4 separate regions of the Sus scrofa genome follow, and regions 1, 2 and 4 are each linked to region 3. The links are chromatin contacts, called in public Hi-C, HiChIP or PLAC-seq and promoter capture Hi-C maps. All regions are on one chromosome and are shown on one strand. The core of a region is the stretch at or near the end of the contact, and the rest is flanking DNA. Distances in the headings are between cores, read along the strand shown.

Region 1 (4,226 bases), core at 457-2,956, 1.6 Mb after region 3:
TGATGATATAAGTGGGAAAGTTCAAAACATACTTTGGAGGTGGAGCTGATAGGACTGGTTAATGGTTTGGACAGGAATTGTGAAGAAAAGAGAAGAATCAGGGATGACTCCCAGGAACTTAGGTTTGAACAACTGGGTGAATGATGCAGTAGATTTAAAGATACTGTTTGGGAATGTCTGGAACACCTATTCATGCTTACGTGACAAAGCGGAGTAGTATGAGATATATGAGTCTGGTGTTTGGAAATATGGTCAGGGGAGAGATAATATGGGAGTCAGGAGCATATGGATGGTATTTAAAACCACTGTGGGAGGCTGAAGAATGTCCCCCCAAATATGTCCATGTCCTAATTCCTGGCAGCTATTATGTATGAAGGCACTTCAAATCTGTTATTCGTGTTATTATACTCCACTTACTGGACAGGGAGCTGGAGGCTCAGAGAAATGGAATACCTTGTTCTAGGTTGCAAAGCTGGAAAATACCTCAATCTCCCTTTCAAGGGCCTTACAGAATGTCTATGGAGACAGGAAGTGGTAAAGAACTGTGCTCTGTGCTTTGAGACAGGCCCTTTGCAGTCTACCCCCTTGGCTGCCAAAAACCTGCCTAATAAAATGCATTTCTGCAAGGCCTGTCTCATTCTTTGTCCAGCTCTGGCATATTATTTTCCTCACCTCCACTGCCTTTGCCAGCCCAATCACACCACACAGACTATGACTGCTCCTCAGCTGGTTGTTAACTCTGGGAGGGCGAGTGGGATTATCACACAGTCAAGGACCCCATATGCCAGGCCCTCTGCCAGGCACCTAACATTCATTCAATAACCACAGTAACCCCACCCATTGTCTCTGGAGCAAGCAAGAAAGGCTGGATTACCGAGCAACGGGAGGAAGTCAGAACCAGCATTGGGCGGGCCTGAGTTCATGTTTGGGGGTGCTATAGCCCTACCATGAAGCTATGGTAAACCTGGACTAGTAACTTCGTCATCTAAGAAAACGTTGAGGTTGCCACTACAGATCATCTCTAAGCTCCCTCAGTGTGAGATTTTCTTCTTTCCCCACTTCCGGCGCTCCACTATCGGGGGCAGTGGTAGGGGCGTAGCGATCATCTGCCCCGCTGAAGGCTGCCCTTCAGTTCCTTGTCTTAGAGGCCAGTCCTGGCCGTGACTTGGTCAATAGCCAGGGAGCCAGCTGGGCTCCCCAGGCCAGGAGCAGTGACAAGTGGGCGATTCCAGAACAAGGAAGAAAAGGCTCGTAACCACTACAACGCCCAGGAATCCAACTCTGTGGCCCTGGGCTGGGGCATACCGAGAGCTGTAAACCCCGCTTCGTTAAGGCCGCGCAGGAGAGGTAACTCGTACGCATGCCTAGTTACGTCCCAACCAGCTCAGCTCCTTTCCTTCCTGCAGGCTTCTTCTCTTTCCGGCCTCGCCCAGGCGCGCTTTTCCCCGCCCCACCCCCGCCCCCTTTTCAGGGATTTCGAAGTGGGCGGACCCACTGGCAAGCGCGTTCACGGGAGATTAAAGAGGGAGGGGACTGGGTGTGGGTGTGGAAGGTGGCGAGGAGGCCGCAGAGCACGGAAAGCGCATGCGTCCTGGAGGCGGTGCCGCAAGGCTTCGAGAAGGGCGGAGGGGAGGAGCGGAAATGGGCTGGTGGGTTGACGCACGCGCACTGGGCCGCTAGCGCCCCGCCTCCCTTTTCAGTTTCTCCTCCTCCTCCACCACCACCCTTCCGGAAGTGTAGCCGCCCTCGCGCCCACCAGCGGCCACCTCCTGAGCAGGCCCCGCCCCTAAGGCCCGCCCCCCAAATCTCCGCCCCCTCCGCCAGTGGTGGCGCCGGGTTGCAGCGCCGGTCGTGGCGGTTTCGGTGCCCGAAGCCGGGAGCGCGGAGTCGTTCCCGGGAGCGGCGGCCAGGCTATGATCGTGGGTCCCCGGCGTCCCGCTCCGGCTACCCAGAGTCGGTGTCTCACCCTGTGTCCGTACCCGAGCGTTCTCTTCAGCCCAGTCCCGCGGCGCGGTTGGCGGCGGCGCCCACGGCGCGCCCCCTCCTCCGATGGCGGCAGAGATTCAGCCCAAGCCGCTGACCCGCAAGCCGATCCTGCTGCAGCGGGTCGAGGGGTCCCAGGAGGTGGTGAATATGGCCGTGATCGTGCCCAAGGAGGAGGGCGTCATCAGCGTCTCAGAGGACAGGTACGAACCTCTGTCTCTTGGTCGAGAGGAGGGGCGGGACGGGCCGGCCGACCCGAGCCCGCTTCGAGGGCTGTGCCTCCACGTCGGCGCGAGTGTAGAGCGCTCTCCCAAGTTTTTATTATAATATGCATCCTGGTGGTGCCGGTGTCCATCGGCGTCTCGCCGCCGCTGCGCGGCTCGCGGTAGCGGAGCCCGGACAGCGGCGTGTTGTCTGGCCTTGCCGGGGCCGAGTGGCGCCTGCCCGGGCCAGGGCGGCCCTTGGACTAACGGTGCTCTGGCCACTGGACCTTGGTCCAGCCCTGAGGATGGGAGAGGGAGGAGCTGCCCGGTCCTGCAGGTGTGTGCGTGGGGAGGATGCTCCGAGCAGCTTCTGCGAGATAAGGGTTTTTGAGAACTCTGGTGCAGTTCTTAAGGCTCTAGAGTGAGGAAAGCAAGCGCCACTCCCTTCTGCCAGACATCTTACACTGAATTCAATGAATGCTGTAAGTTCTGAAGAGTATTTGGGCTTCCGCCCAAAGGGAGAGGTACCTTTTCTGCTTTGTCCTCCCTTATCTCTTCAAGCTCAAGGGGAAGCTCCTAGAACTTTCAGGGAACCACTGCTGCAAATAGCTTTCGAGTTCCTTCCCTTTGCTTGCTTCCTTTCATTTGCCTAATTTTGCTTAATTTGCAGAAGTGGAGCCAGTTGTTCTGCCTTTAGTATTCTCCCTTGTTTTTCAGACTGCGTTTTTGCTTTAACTTAATGTCCTTTAATAATGCAGATATTACACAGATGAAGCTAGTTTCCAGAGGAATGATGCTGGAATATAGTAGTTAAGGTTCTGATCTGGAATTGTTGCTTTGATAATATCAACTAGCATTCTAAAAAAATTCTAAAATTCTGAATTCTAAAATCTAAATTCTAAAAAATGTCACATTGTAGAGGTATATGACAAGGGGCTTTAACCTTAAAATAGTAGTTAGGCTTTCTTAATGTAAGTTTGATTTATACTGAGGTAGAAAATATTTTTTTTTAGTGACTTGTAAAATTGCAGGCAGAGGTAAAGCGACAAAGTGTTCATTATTGTCTTTATAATTTCATCAGTTTGCATACAGATGTGCAGAATGTGCCTGATAGGTCTGCTCATATCATAGGTTCATCAGTATAACTAGGATGAATATATTAATAATATTTTTGTCTACCTCACCCTTCATACAAATGGCCAAATGGTGCCTGATTCACTTCTTATGCAGATCCAGTGGAAAGCATTGTAAACATACACCACTGGCAAGCAGTCTGCCAAGGACTAGAAATTCACCGATGCGGTGGAATACATGGATGTAGACACCCTTTGAAATTCACAGAGAAGGCTCCTGAGTGTTGAATTTTTCCATGGAGACAAAATTCTACTTAAAGAGGTTGCTTCTGGACCTACTAGAAAGTCTTTGTCACAGAATTGTGTGTGTGTGTGTTTAAAGAGTGTATTGATAGATATCACTGTTCCTGTAACTAGTAGAGATGAAACTGCTCAACCTAACTGCTATAGGAAATTCATAAGTAAGTTTGTTAAATTAAGTACGAGAGGAAGCAAAGTAGGTAAACCTAAGCTCTTTTAAGACTACTTTAGAAACTTTCTGCTTTGGTTGATGGTTTGGGGGTAGAGATTAGTTTTCACATATATTTTTAAAGAGTTCAGAGGGATTTTGGAAGTTATTTGCTGTAACAGCTTCGTTTTATGGATGAGAAATTTAGGTCAGGGAATTTACCTGCCCAAGTTTGTGTAGCTGGTGGTGTGGTCCAGGCCTCGCTCCTAAGTCTTCTACTTCCCAATTCACTGTGTTTATCCTGAAAAACAGCTTTGGTGGAGCTCATTTCAGAGTATTTGGAGAAGCTGCAGTAGCATATATGAAAGAAACTGAGAGATGTTTCATTTGATTATAGGACAAAAGAAATGCAATGTTTAGCTATATATTATGCTTAATTTTCACTTTCCTAGTTTTCAATGTAAGTAATAGAAAACATTTTATTGTGCAGTTACTGTTAAATAAGTCCAGGATTATTCT
Region 2 (4,433 bases), core at 1,319-3,818, 1.5 Mb after region 3:
ACTATCAGAGTCACTGAGTGTGGTGAGGCAGGATGTTTTCCCTGTTGTTTCCTGAGTGAACTTCGAGGGATTAACACTAAATTCATGTCTAACTTTATAGCAAAGAATTCAGGCTCAAACCCTGAATACAACACATTTTAAGAAAAGGAAAAAAAAGTGAGGGCTATAAAACCATAAGGTGTAATCAGTTTCACTTTTGTATAATGTACATATTGTATTTTAATCTGAAATGTTTTAGAGTTGTATTTCATGTTTTATACTTTTTGGACTGGATTGCTTTTCCAACCAAAAAAAATCTTTTAAAAATCAACTGTTTTTCCACCTTAATATACAACCTACCTGCCCATAGTTGTCTATGCCAGTTACTAATCTATTTAAATTTAATAAATCAAAAGCTGTCCTTAGGGATTGGCCAAGAGTCGTAAGTCCTTCAGCCTGAAGGTTTTTCAGTTCATTCATAAACGTTGCATGGTTTTCTTTCCATCCGGCCTGAAAAGAAAAATGTAAGAATTTTTTTTTCCCATCTTTTAAGCCCTGTATACATGGACGGCCGTTACAATCTGCCGTTCACCAAGTAGCTGCTCCACTGTACTGTATGGTTTTGGGTAACGTGTCAATACCGTATCAGTGCCGAGGAAAGTCTCTTCCAAAGGTGGCCAAGAATAAACCTGCTGGCTCTACAGCTTTCCCTCGCTACCAGTCTTCATAGTTTGTAACTTCCCCAGGAAATGTACTCCCCAACCTAATACCCAATACTCGGGGAAGCGAAGGTACTGGTGGAAAGCAAAAGTGAGCGGGACTTCTGAAGTTCCCCTAGAGCTGTCCCACCCGCCCGAGGCCCTCTCGGGGAGAATCCGGACACCCGGTCCCGCAGCCCCCCGCCCCCGCCCCGCCGGCCCGCCCGAGCCTCGGGCCGATTCCCCTTTAATGCAAACCCGGGCTCGGCGCTGCCGGGCCCGGCTGTCACTCGGGCTAACTTGAATAAATATCCCCCACAGTTCATTGCTGCCGCTCACGCCGCGGAGGGGAAATGTCGGCCATGTTGATCGCAGCGCCGCCGCCGCCGCCGCCGCCGCCGCCGCTGGGTCGGGCTGGGGAGGGGACGGCGGTGGCCCGGCGACTCCGCGCCGCGCCAGGACGCTCCGGAGCGGGGGAGGGGGTGGGAGCCCGCAGGGGAAAGGACCTCAGCGCCTGGAGCACAGCGGGTGGGGGAGGGGAGCATAATGAAGGGTGAATGGGGGGGCGGGGAGGGCGAGAGAGGAAGGAACAGGGAAGGGAAGGGGGAGGGCGAGGGCTGTTACCTTGATAGCATAGGGCGGCTCTTCGAAAGTGACCAGCATATACCTGTCTCCTCTGCTGGCAGGGTCCCGGGCACGGAGCTGCGGGAGAGCGGGTGGGGGACGGGAGGTGGAACAGGGCGGGCGAGAGAGAAGCACAGAGGCGAGGTTACCAGGCGGAGAAGGGGAGCCAGCGGCCCCGCCGCCCCCCACAGTACCGCACACGCCGCGGCCACCCCTCCACGCCGCCCTACACACACAGATCGGCCCCCACACACCGCCCGGGGCCGGAGCCCGGGCCCGGGCCGAGCCCGGCTCGCAGCGCCTGCCCGCCCGCCCGCGCGGTGGGGGAGGGGGTCCCCGAGCCCGGCAGCTCCCGCAGTCAGGTCCCCGACACCTCCGCCTCGCCGCCCCCGGCCGCCCTCCCCCACCCCTGCCGCCCGCGGGCCGCCGGGCCGGGGTCGCCGCCCGGGCTCGGTCAGTCGGTACCTTCATGAAGGTCTCTACCGCGCCTTTGGCCGTGTCCAGGTAGGTGGTGCCCAGATGGCTGCGCTGGTTCATAGAGGCAGACGTGTCTATCAGGAACAGTAAGATGGGCATAGTGCTGGCCGGGGACACCGGGGCCCGAGGTGGTGGAGAAAGAGATGATAGAGGTGGAGGCGCCGGTGGCGGCGGCGGCGACCGCCGCTACGCGGGGCGGGGGAGCGCGGCCCCCGGGAGGAAAACACCGTCTGGGTCTTTCCTCCGGCTGCGGGGAGTTTCTCCCCCGATAGTTGAGAGGAAACTCCCCAGACCCAGTCCTCCCCTTCGTACCCCCGCCTCCGCCTCCTCCTGCCTGCCTGCCCGCAGGGGCGGGCGCCCGGCCGTCTGTCTGTCGGTGCGTCCCCCCCGCCTCGGGGGTCCCGTCCCCGCTCCCGGCCCCTGTGTGTGTCCCAGCGGGAGACGGGCCTGGCTCCCTACCCCACCCCCGGTGCAGGGAGTGGGGACCTGGGAGCTGGCGACGAGGGGAGTGGGCTGAGGGGAGATTGGCCCTGGGGCTGTTGGGAGAAGTTTCAGGGACTCCCTCCGCACCCCGGCGGTGTCACCACTTTCTCAGCCCCTCTCGCTACTGAAGCGCTTTTCTCTCTCACACTCCGGTTTTAACTCGGGCAGGGGCTGCAGAAGCTCCGCCTTCTGACACGTCCTCGAGCCACGTGATGCACCGCCCCACTGTTCTATTGGCTGGTCCCTAGCTTCTTATTAGCATATTCAAACAGCCCAGGGGCGGGGGAAGCTTGGAGGCCGGCTCCGGGAACAGTTACGGAGCACGCGCGGAGGCGGGGCGTCGGGTGCGCGCGAGAGCGAGCGCGAGAGGCGAGCAGGAGGGCCGGTGACGCGGAGGCGGGCTCCGGGAAGGGGCGGGGATGGACCGCGGAAGGACCGCGGGATCAGGGCGGGGGCCGCGTCAGCGCGCTCTAGGCGGCTGCCGCTGTGCGTCTGCGCATCAGGGCTGGCGGCCTCTCCTTGGCTGTTGGAGGTGATAGGGGTCGGGGAAAGGGAGATGGAGACTGGTCTGAGCGCCCATCTGGAGGTCGCTGTAGCGAGCCCCTTCCCGGGTGCGCGAATGAGGAGGGGATGAGTAAAGCAATCAAACGCCTGGTTAGGAGTCGGGAGCAGGCCCGCGGTCGTCGGAGGAGGTTCCATGGGCCTCGGAGGGCCGGCCCCAGCGCGGGCGGGCCCGGGGCGGGGGAGGGGAAGTGAGAGGTTGTTTATGACCAGGGACTAATCTCCTTCGCAAGTCACACCGCTCCCACTGGGGAGTGGGGACGTGGGGCCAGCTTCGCCCCCAGTGTCGCTTGGCCTTGGGCAGTTATCGAGGGTGGGGGCCGGACCTGGCCAGGAGCCCTCTTGTAGAAGGACCCACCAAAAAGGGAACAACCCGTTTTTTCTTAACTCAGCCCTAAAAAGGGCAGGCGGTAGGAAGACTCAAATATCGATACAGAGTTTATTGCCCTTTTTATACTCGGGGAAAAATAAACCGTCCTGCCCAAAGAAATAACCTCTCTCAAGCCATTTTTACTTAGGGCCATCTAAAAGAGACCTTAGTAAACCATAATCCATTACTTATTTTTAAATGAACTGACTTCAGCTTGCCTAGGTGACACACAGAGTGGATTCCTCCAGTGCTCTTTGCTTTCACTATGTGCTATCTCAGACTCATCTAAATACTACATGAGAGAAGACTTTTCTCTGTAAAAACCAGCCCCTGTTAGCATTCCTGATGACTTAATGAATCCTCGCCAAAGTGTCCGAGGAAGTTTCCTCAAATATACTTGTTGAAAACTTGAGGACATTCAATAAAAGTTGAATTAGGGACATATGATCTTTATAATACCATGTAGAAATTAAGAAGGCCTCTCCTACTAACCTTGCATTTTGATTTTTTTGTTTATCCTGAAATTTTAATTATTTACCTACTAGTCATTCAAAAAAATTGTTCCTGTTACTATGAACACAGAGCAGACATATTTTGTGGCACTTTTAAAATTTTTGAATTTTATAACTTGGACTTTCCCTAATATTTAAGACAACTTCTGAACTTTTTAAAATTTATAGTAGAGCTATTTCCGTAATATAGTAGGGTTTGTTCTGTGCATGTGTACCACAGAAGAGTGAAACCTTTTTAAGAGATTTGGACTATGAAATAAGATGGAATACAGACCTTATATCCAATATTTGCTAAGGACTGGTGGAGTTAAAAAATGATTAAAGTATTGTTCCTGCCTTCAAAGAGCTTATGGTTTTTCTAGAAAAAAAATATTGCCTACATGTTATTAGCTACTCCAGGGCAGAAAGTGATTAGATACTAAATAATTCAGAAAAGAGGAAATTTTATTTCCCTGGAGTAATGAAAGAACATTTTCCAGGGTCAGTGTGTTTAAGTGGTGCCTTACAGAAGTGTTTCTCAAACTGGGATCCTAGACCTGGAGATAACAATTAGAGTTCTTTGATACCTAAAATTTTAGTTTTCACTTTAATGACAACGTACAAATTGTTTTATTATTTATAAAGAAAAATACTCTTAAAAGTGATAGTTTGCAGCATTCCCTCATGGCTCAATGGGTTAAGGACCCAGAGTCACTGCTATAGCTCTGGTTATAGCTGCAGCACAGGGTT
Region 3 (4,221 bases), core at 1,181-3,680:
TGGGCCGCTCCTGCGGCATATGGAGGTTCCCAGGCTAGGGGTCGAATCGGAGCTGTAGCCACCGGCCTACGCCAGAGCCACAGCAACGCGGGATCCGAGCCGCGTCTGCAACCTACACCACAGCTCACGGCAACGCTGGATCGTTAACCCACCGAGCAAGGGCAGGGACCGAACCCGCAACCTCATGGTTCCTAGTCGGATTCGTTAACCACTGCGCCACGATGGGAACTCCCAGACTATTTTCTTAAATCTAAAGGCAACTACACTCCTTAAGTTATCTAAATAAAGTTTCACATATCCAAGCACATGCATATTCACTAAGTGTGCTCCTCATATATCAACTTAAGATCAATGCATGCTTTAAACTATTCCTAGCTTGATAAGCCTCTCCTATTATTTTCTAAAATCAGGTTGCTTCTGTGATTGAAGAATTTGAATTCACCAGAAGACAGGATAAGAAAAAGTTTCCACGCAGGTAGAAAACTGGGAAATGACATTACTGAAAGACGCTATGCAGCTTTGGAAAAGGAGAACATAGTGGAACAAGCACAAGTGACCAGCTCTTTGTAGAAGAGACCAGAGAAAAGGAATACTTTACAGAGTAGATTGTAGTAATTCAGGATTTTGGCAGTAGAGACAGAAAAGAACTAAAGCTGATCATAAGCTCCAGGAACTATGCGTGTTGCCAGCATCTAAAACAATGCCTGCCATCTGAGAGTCATCCAATAAATATCAGTTGAGCGAATGAATAAATGGAATGGAAACATTTTCTCAGGGAAATTATAGGATTTGAACATCTGTCTATAAACGATGATGAATAAGTAATAATTTAAAGAGATATACACATACATTTACATGTATTTATGTATTACGCTGCTGCATTAAATTTAGGAGACATAAGGATTAAAATTAAACACCCCTGGAGTTTCCATCGTGGGGCAGTGGAAACGAATCTGACTAGGAACCATGAGGTTTCAGGTTTGATCCCTGGCCTTGCTCAGTGGGTTAAGGATCCCACATGGCGGTGAGCTGTGGTATAGGTCACAAATGGGGCTCAGAACCTGCATTGCTGTGGCTGAGGCATAGGCCAGCAGCTACAGCTCTGATTAGACCCCTAGCCTGGGAACCTCCATATGCTTCAGGTGCGGCCCTACAAAAAGACAAAAAAAAAAAAAAAAAATTAAATTAAATACCCCAATAAAAAGCAGTATATAATTACATTTGTGGTTTAGTTCATGCTATAGAAATATAATGGGAAGAGTGTCTCTAGAATTATAAAGAATCTAGGCAGGAGAGGGTTTTGCTATAAATATTAAGAAATCCCTTTCTTACTTTAATGTACTGTCCTTTAGCCAAAGAGAAATGTGGGAAAAACTGAAAGTGCATATATATATATTTAGAAGAGAATAATCCACAAAAAGATAGTACTCTGAAATACTTAGTGGGAATCTCTCCTTCTAGAACCATACTCCAGAAACATGAAACTACATGGGACAGTCTAAGAACAGAAACAATAATAAGGTTGTGAAAGAGGCTACAGAGGGGAGAGGAAGAATGTGAGAGAAGCTATATGTTCATGCGAAATTGGAAGGAAAAACATACATGAGAAGAAGCAAAGTGCTGTTTTATTTTTGCAACAGCCTGAATTGTTGGCAACAGACCAGTCAGATGAAATTACAACACCGCTAAGCGTGACTAAGGAGGAGTCAGACAATGGGAGGTTTTAGTTGAAGTGACACGGTCTGACATGAGCTGTGACTTGAAGCTTCTGCAACTTGCCCTGTTTTGACATTAGTAGGTGAGAGGAAAATAATTTTCAATAAAACAACCGATAAATGATGGGCTAAGAGAAAGCTGCCTGGGCAGAAGGAGCCGAAATCAGCTAAAGCATTCTGAAAATGTATTGGATTTGACTGGAGCTCGCCCGTGGGACACCGTAGGAGGGGCACCACAGTACTATCGCTCCCCACGCCTGGGAACTTGTGCCGAGTCTCAGGATGCGACAGCTCGGAGGAGATTCCGGTGAGAACGGGTAGGTCCACCCACACACCATCTCCACTAGGCGAGGGCAGACAACACTGCGTAGCCTTGAACACAGAACCGGGCCGAAGTGGAGGCGGCCTGTGTCTGGAGGAGATCCGCCAGACCCGGCCGAGGGCAGCGTCGCAGGGCGAGGGCAGGGGGCGGGGCCCGGCGGGGCCCGGCCGCGCGTGGTGCTCGCGACCCCCGACTGACCCCGACCCGCACCGCCCGACTCGGGGTGGGCCGTTGGGTCACGGGAAGGGAGGGCCCTTACCCATGTGTTGCGTGTCCAGCTGCACGGCCGGCATCTCTTTCAGAGGGATGTGGCCCGTCCCGCCATCTCTGCAGCACCGCAGGCAGCAGAACACCGAGGAGGCCATGTCTCAGGGACCGCCGACGACACCGCGACCCACCGCCCCTAGACCGCGGCGACTCCCGCCCCTACCCCTCCGCTCCGCCTCCTGCCCCCGCCCGAGCGCCGGAGGGAGTCTGTGGGGCGCAGAGGCTGGTACAGCGACGCCCCTGGCGGGGAGGGTGCAGCGCAGTCTGAGGCGAAGCCTGCCTGGGCGGAAGATACCGAGGATCGGCCGGCGGGCGGGGCTGGGGGCGGGGCGGGGCAGAGGGCGTGGCGGCCGGGCGGTGAACCGCGTGCGCCTGCGCGGAAAGGTTTTTCCCTTTTGTGCCGCCCCGCTTATGTAGGTATTTCTGTACTGACCCGGGCTCGAGCTGACTTGCGTTCTCATTTAGCTCAGGTGTCCTTGGATGCTGTAGTTTAAAAACTGCCCCCCACTTCGACATTATTTTAGGCATTAGTTGGCAGTGGCAAATTTGCCTGGGGGAGTGGGAGCTGATTTAAAACAGCCCGAAGATGTCCTCCCTCCACGCCCAGGACTGAGAGAACTTCGCCTTCGCGAAGAGCCTCTGGCCCCCTCTCACCGCCCCCCGCCGTGGCTGGTTTCTGGAGAATTTTCTCAAATCATGAACAGACGCACAGGGCCCAGGAGTAATGGCTGTTAGTAATTGCACAGTGGCTATGCATCCAGGGCTCTTGAGTCGACTCCCCTGCTGCATTTTAGGTGCAGAGACGAGTTTCCCGTTGAGGGGCGTACTGGAGGCCACCCCGGGAGGGGACTCCCTGGGGCAGGGCTGGAGGGCGATTCTTGACCTGTCTCTTCCAAATTCAGCGGCATGGATAATGGGTTCTAATGAGTGTAATGGGAACCCCTGAGTCAGCGGTTCAGGGGAAGGACTGAGTTCCTACAGCCTGTTGTTTCCTGTTTCCATGTAGGAGCCTCCCGTTTGGGAGCACCAGTCATCTGGTGCACTACTTAGATCATCCGCATCCTGATCCATTTTCCATCTTCAGATACCACTTGTCGCCTGGAGAAAGTCTGGGACGACCTCTAGAATTAATCTGGCTTAAACCTCTGTTGTCAAATAAGGTTCCATCTGAAGACTTCCCCAGGATTCAAGCCCTGGGAGACCTGACGCAAAATGCCCCCTCAGTATGTAATGGGTTCTTCGACATAACTTCTTAGTGACAAATATCTTTTATGGTGAATTTTTCCCTTCAGAATGGGAGAATTTTTTTTCAAGGTCCTGAGTTTCTTGGATGTTTATACAAACGGTGTTTTCATTACAATACTTATGAAAATCTCAAAGATTTGTACTTTGAGGTTTATTTATCATAGGATTAATACCAGAGGTGATTGCTGAAGCCCTCACTGCCTATAAAGTACTTTCCTGGTGATCATTTTACACATGAAATTTTCTTTTGCTGAAAAACTTGACCATTTGGAGAAGTGTTAGTGTCCTAGTTTTTCCCTTTGGGAAGGAGTGGGGAGTTGAATGTTGCAGAGACAAAAATTTTCTGCATATCTGTGAGGTAGGCACTCTTTCTTACACACACTCACCGAATTCTTGAAAAGTTTGAGAGTAAATATTGTCCCTGTGTAAGTGAAGAGATGGGCTTGAAGGGATTAAATAATTTGTGTAGCCTCAAATGACTAGGAAATAAACAAGGTAGGATTCAAAACCCATGACTCTGACGGAGTCTGTATTTGCTCCACCAGATCATGCTGCTTCTCAAATTCTAAAGTTCTAACTCTTGCAATTAATGCTATAATCCTTTTAAATGTGCTCTTAGTTCAAAATACAGATTTGTACTTAATTTCTGTATGTTTTGTTAATCTCCAAATT
Region 4 (4,814 bases), core at 924-3,423, 1.1 Mb after region 3:
TGGTTTCCAACACTTGGGAACTAGCCCTGGCAACTAGTCAGATCATCAAGCAGGTGGGCACCCTTCTTGGCGGGTGGCACCCAAAGATTTGGGGAGATACTCGAGGAGTAACTATGGCACCCAGAGAAACATCAGCATTCAAAAGAAGCAATGTTTCTACTTAATGTCCAAAAAGAGGAAGGTTTAGCTAAGTCTTCTGTAAAGACGACTCCACAGCCCACATCCAGTTCTGCTTTCTGGGCCCCCCATCTGTTGGGAGGGATGGAGTTTGGGATGGGGGGGTGGCTAAGAGAAATGGCTTGGGCTCTAGAGCCAGAGGGGTTTCTATCTCTATGCTTTGCAGCTGTGTGGCTTTGGGTAAGTTACCTAACCTCTCTGAACTCAGTCTACTCACAAGATAAACAAAAGAGTAACGCTCACTCTTGGAGGACCGTTGTTGGGGTTAATGGTTCTGGAGTCAGACTGAGGGTTTGACGGCCAACCCCACATCTTACCAGCTGTTTGACCCCAGCCCTTCACCAAAGCTCACTGGTCTTACTAATTGTTTCATCTGGGGAATGGTGATGAGAATGGACCTCTCCTCGCAGGGTTGTCGCAAGGATTAAACGGGCTCATAGGTAAGAGACGCTTGGCGCTGAGCAAGTGCTCAGGAGAGGACAGCCGTTCTCAGATAATAATTGTCATGATGTAGCTGCCGGGCATGGGGGCCAAGGGGAGTCAGGACAGAGGACGCTGAAAGCCGCTTACCATGTTGCCACCGAGGTATCTTCAGTCCGGTCTGCTCCCAGCGGTTCAGGAGAAGCCCAGGTATCTGCCGAAGCCTGTCCTGTAGAGATGGGGCGGCCCCCGGGGAAATCAGAGCCGATCCTCATTCACCAAGGGAGTGAACAGGAAGGCTGCCCTTCCCACCCTGGCCGAGGGCTCGGGACCTGCTACCAGGCGCATCCCCAAGGCTGACCCTGAAGGTCTCCCGGAGGGGCCACCCGCACGGAGCCCGCAGACCTGGAGCCAGAAGACCTCTGAGCATCTGGGAGGCGGCCCTCGCTACCTTCGGTGGGAGGAGGCTTGGAGGGCGAGCACAGCCTCATCACGTCGGTCCCTGGGGCTTGCGGGCCCTTCCTCCTCCTGCCTCGCACGGCAGATGCGGAAACTCCCTGGGCTCCTCCCCCACGCAGCTCGTCCTCACTGAGGTGGGCACAGGCTCTGGAGGAAGCTGCCAGCCCTGGATCGGCTCAGGTGCGAGGCCAGGACGCCTGAGCCATGAAGGCTTCGGCCAAGTCGTTCCTCCTTTCGAGGGAGAGACTGTTGGTCACCGACCTGCGTGAGGGCACCGAGACGACGAGCCCCGAGGGTGTGGGCTGGGCTCCCCGAAGACCCGTCAAGGCCCTGGAGCACTCCCAGAACCTGAACTTGACCTCGAGGACACCCCTGGGATCCTGCTGGAGGATGGCCTCGTAGATGAGAGATCTTTTTAATTCTTCAATTAACCCTATTGGAGGCAGTCCAGGAAAGGCCTGTCTGGACCTGAGCCTGACTACAGAACGTTATAAAGCGAAATTCCCTGGTGCCTTGAAGCCTTATCCTCCCCCTCCCCCATCTCGGCTCCATTTCAGGCTCTGGAAGCCTCTTTGCTAGAGGCCCAGCTCCCGAGGGCTGGGATCAGAGGCCAGCCACTAGCCACGTCTAGTGAATGTTGCCTGCAGTTGTGCCAACAGACATACCAGCTCTAATGTAAAACCACTGTCTCCAAATCAAGGGGTTAGGTAAGCCCTCCGGGCTGCAGTGCTCTGCGGAGGTACTGGGCCGCCACAGGGGTGTGACTCATGGGCAAGGCAGCATCTCTCGGAGGCAGAGGCGGTCCCCCGCCGCGAATTCCCCAACAGCTGACAGCCCTTCTGAAAGTACAAAGCGCCTTTGTCTTTGCATCCCCAGCCTCCAGCACTTAGAGAAAATCTCCAGACACGGTGAACTGGGCACTACTTTGCTGCCCCCATCAGATCCCTCTTCTGTCTTGCCCCCCACCCCCACCCCAACCCCAGCATCTCCCTGGAGAAAGCCCTCCTTCCTCCCCACCCACTGAGCTCCCCGTCTGTTAGCTCCCGTCTTATTTGCGCTGCCCTTTCCACGGACAGACCTAATACTCAAGAGGCTGGGGCTTGTTGAAACTCCCTGTGACACAGAGATTGTGCTTCTTCTTGAGAGCCGGCCTCTCTCTCTGCTGTTTCTGTGTGGAAGGAACATGTGTTCAGGAGAAGGAGCAAAAAAAAAAAAAAATTGCTCTGGAATAGGTGATTTCCATAATTATGCTTCCCAAGCCTTGTGCCACCATTCAGCTGACAGCCTCCTTTCTCCCCTGCCAAGCGGGCTTGCTCTGGCTCGCTCTTACAGCACCCCCCACCCCCAAACCGGCCCCCACCCCTGCTTTTGCAAACGCACCCGTACGCTCACACTTCACAATAAGTAAATGGTTAAAAAAAAAAAAAAATCTCCATTTTCTTTCTCATGCAGCAGATGGCAGGTCTCAGGAACTTGGTGGAAATGAGGCTTTCTGATTTTCTAATAAATTTCGGCATCTCGCACAAAAAGCACAAGCTCATTTTGATTCTGATGTTAAGTACCATATGGCATCTCATTCGCGAGCTGTGGCAGCTTCGTCCTCGGGGTAACAAGGAAGGGGGGATCTTTCCTAGAACAAGGGCTTGAGCTGGTAGGGACCAATTGGATTCCTCGGTGAATGCCATTTGATAATAATATTGTATATGGCAATGGAGCAATTATCTCTCTTTCATGGTATGTGTTAATTTTCGCTGCCAGTTTTCCTAATTACCACTGCCACCCAAAGGACGACTTTCTGTAAATACTCTGTAAACATTTGAAAAGACATAGGCCGCGTGAGCACCAAGACAAACGTCCTTGGATTTTGAAACTGTCTGGAAAATTGGCTGACGTTTTATATGTTTTTCCACTGCGCAGACAGCCTGCTGAGAACGTGCAGTATGTGGAAACTCCCTCCTTCTCTTCCGTGCCATGAGGGGCCTCCTTCCTGAGGTTTGGGTTCTGAGGGCCATTTCTCACGGCTACCTCCTCTTTTTTGGGGAGGGGGGCTTGCAGCGTGAAGCCGCTTGATGCGGGATATGAGTTCCCCCAAACCAGGGTTTGAACCTGGGCTGCAGCAGTTTCAGTGCCGAATCCTAACCATTAGACCACCAGGGAACTCCCTCTCTACTACTTCTTTTGATCTTCAGTGGGCAGGTCCATGACCTTCGACAAAGGTCTGCAGCTCTGTAACCCCATGGAAAAGAGAGAACATCTCCATTACGACAGAAGGTTCCTCTGCGCCCCTTCTCTGCCCACCCTACCGCCCCCAACCAATGCTATTCCCATGACGTGCGCTAGAGATTAGTTTTGCTCGCTCTTGAACTTCATATGAGTTGAATTGGAGAGGATGTTTCTCTTCCGTGTCTGGCTTCGGAGCGTTTGACTCCTGTTTGGTGCATGAAGAGTTCGGGGCTCACCCCCACGTTAGACGTGGGCCTGTGACGACGCAGCCTCATTCGAGGCGCCGTCAAGGATACATCCTGAGATCCCACAAGGCAGCCTTTCGTCTCTTGTGGTCTGTGTCCGATGTGCAGTGAGAACCTCATGTGACGAGGGGGGCAGGAGTCTCAGAGGAAGGTTCCTGGGGTCCGTCTCTATAGATTGAGGAAAGAAATGGGGGGGTATGTGCCAGGATCCAGTATCTGGAAAGAAAACTTTCTCTGATAAAACCCAACTGCTACTAGTTTTATTTGCTTGCTTTTGAACTCCTGGGACCATAGTGGCCATACTCTGGGTGGGAGCCCCAGGCTACCTCGGCTCCCTACCAGGGCCACCAAGAGGGATGTGGCCAAACCCCTAGCCTCCCAGAGACCCTTTGAATAAAAAATGTCCCCCACCAGGGGCCTGCCCAGTACCTGAAATTCTCATCACTTTTGGCTCCAGCTTTGAAAACTCTGCCAAAATGAAAACAGCATGTATTTCCCGGGCTAAGGGAATCAGCTAGTATGCACTGGGCTTTCAAAGAGGCAAAGAGCCACAGAAGAGAGAAACTGATGGGCGTGCATCTGAGAGATGTGTCAATACAGTCCCAGGGGCCAAGCACCTTTCGGAGAGGCAAGCTCGCGGGAGATGGAGGCGGAGGCCCTGAGCGCCAGAGGCGATGAGGTTCAGCTTTACTCGGTGAAGGGGTGGTGCCCTGACGGCTGGCCCTTCACCCTTGCTGGGAAAATACCTCACTGAAAGGAGGCGGCTTAGATCAAAATGGCTTGGCTCGAGGCAGCGCTGTGTGCATGTAGGTCTCATTCAAGCCTGTTTTCATGATTTGGACTTTAGTCCAGGGAAACAACAGGATCACGCACTAGTAAGAATCCTCAGGAAAAAATGTCCAGAAAACAAATCCGTTGATCTTCCAAATGATCGGTCCGGGCTGGCTGTACTCTGTCATGCTAGCTGTGACAATAACAGCTCACTGCCACCAAGCCTGGCACCAGGCACTGTCGGACGGACCACACGAAAGGACGGCTCTTGCGGGTCAGAGATGGCTGGAGAGCGGTCATTTCATTTGGTTCCACTGAACACGAAGGCATCCTCACCGCAATCCTCAAACGTGGGATTGGGAAGATGACACCACCGAGGCACAGAGAAGTTCAGGCTCCCCAAATAGTCGCTAGTAGAGCTGGTATTGAAACTCAGCCTCCAAGGAAAAATGAAAACAATGAGCAATAACCCCGCTCTCTTTTCTGGAAGAAGCTTAGGCCCATCTTGGAGTCAGGTGA

What was found. Promoter capture Hi-C pulls out the DNA fragments that hold promoters and counts their contacts. A called contact is a pair of places that touch in the nucleus more often than the background predicts. HiChIP or PLAC-seq counts read pairs in DNA pulled down with a chosen protein or histone mark.
Region 1: an H3K27ac HiChIP or PLAC-seq map of alveolar macrophages shows a contact between it and region 3. The contact joins the promoter of WDFY2 here to the promoter of SPRYD7 in region 3. A contact is called at or near these places in 1 of 5 promoter capture datasets (liver) and 1 of 2 datasets of contacts at active chromatin or transcription factors (alveolar macrophages).
Region 2: a Hi-C map of liver shows a contact between it and region 3, with 9 times the contacts expected there. The contact joins the promoter of INTS6 here to the promoter of SPRYD7 in region 3. A contact is called at or near these places in 1 of 5 promoter capture datasets (fetal liver) and 1 of 47 Hi-C or Micro-C datasets (liver).
Region 4: a promoter capture Hi-C map of fetal liver shows a contact between it and region 3, with 5 times the contacts expected there. The contact joins the enhancer-like site here to the promoter of SPRYD7 in region 3. A contact is called at or near these places in 3 of 5 promoter capture datasets (fetal liver, fetal skeletal muscle and liver) and 14 of 47 Hi-C or Micro-C datasets (embryonic fibroblasts, epiblast stem cells, fetal heart ventricle and 10 more).

What each region holds. Positions count from the first base shown.
Region 1 is chr11:16,269,993-16,274,218 of Sscrofa11.1, reverse strand. It overlaps WDFY2 (WD repeat and FYVE domain-containing protein 2), which reads left to right and starts at 1,706. Exons shown (of 12, transcript XM_021065301.1): 1 at 1,706-2,186. The coding sequence starts at 2,050.
Region 2 is chr11:16,373,411-16,377,843 of Sscrofa11.1, reverse strand. It overlaps INTS6 (integrator complex subunit 6), which reads right to left and starts at 2,568. Exons shown (of 19, transcript XM_021065287.1): 1 at 1,767-2,568; 2 at 1,302-1,379; 3 at 340-489. The coding sequence starts at 1,877.
Region 3 is chr11:17,847,220-17,851,440 of Sscrofa11.1, reverse strand. SPRYD7 (SPRY domain containing 7) reads right to left here and starts at 2,430. Exons shown (of 5, transcript NM_001243529.1): 1 at 2,297-2,430. The coding sequence starts at 2,402. It overlaps TRIM13 (E3 ubiquitin-protein ligase TRIM13), which reads left to right and starts at 1,436. Exons shown (of 4, transcript XR_002336667.1): 1 at 1,436-2,032.
Region 4 is chr11:16,745,295-16,750,108 of Sscrofa11.1, reverse strand. It overlaps LOC110255806 (a long non-coding RNA gene), which reads right to left. Exons shown (of 3, transcript XR_002336661.1): 1 at 748-4,814. Among named protein-coding and RNA genes, the nearest start is that of FAM124A, 90 kb to the right of the region's middle. Within about 2 kb of position 2,173, at least 18 of the 83 cell types and tissues checked have an H3K27ac peak or open chromatin away from gene starts, as enhancers often do. A contact at or near this core is called in embryonic fibroblasts and fetal liver, where this site is marked.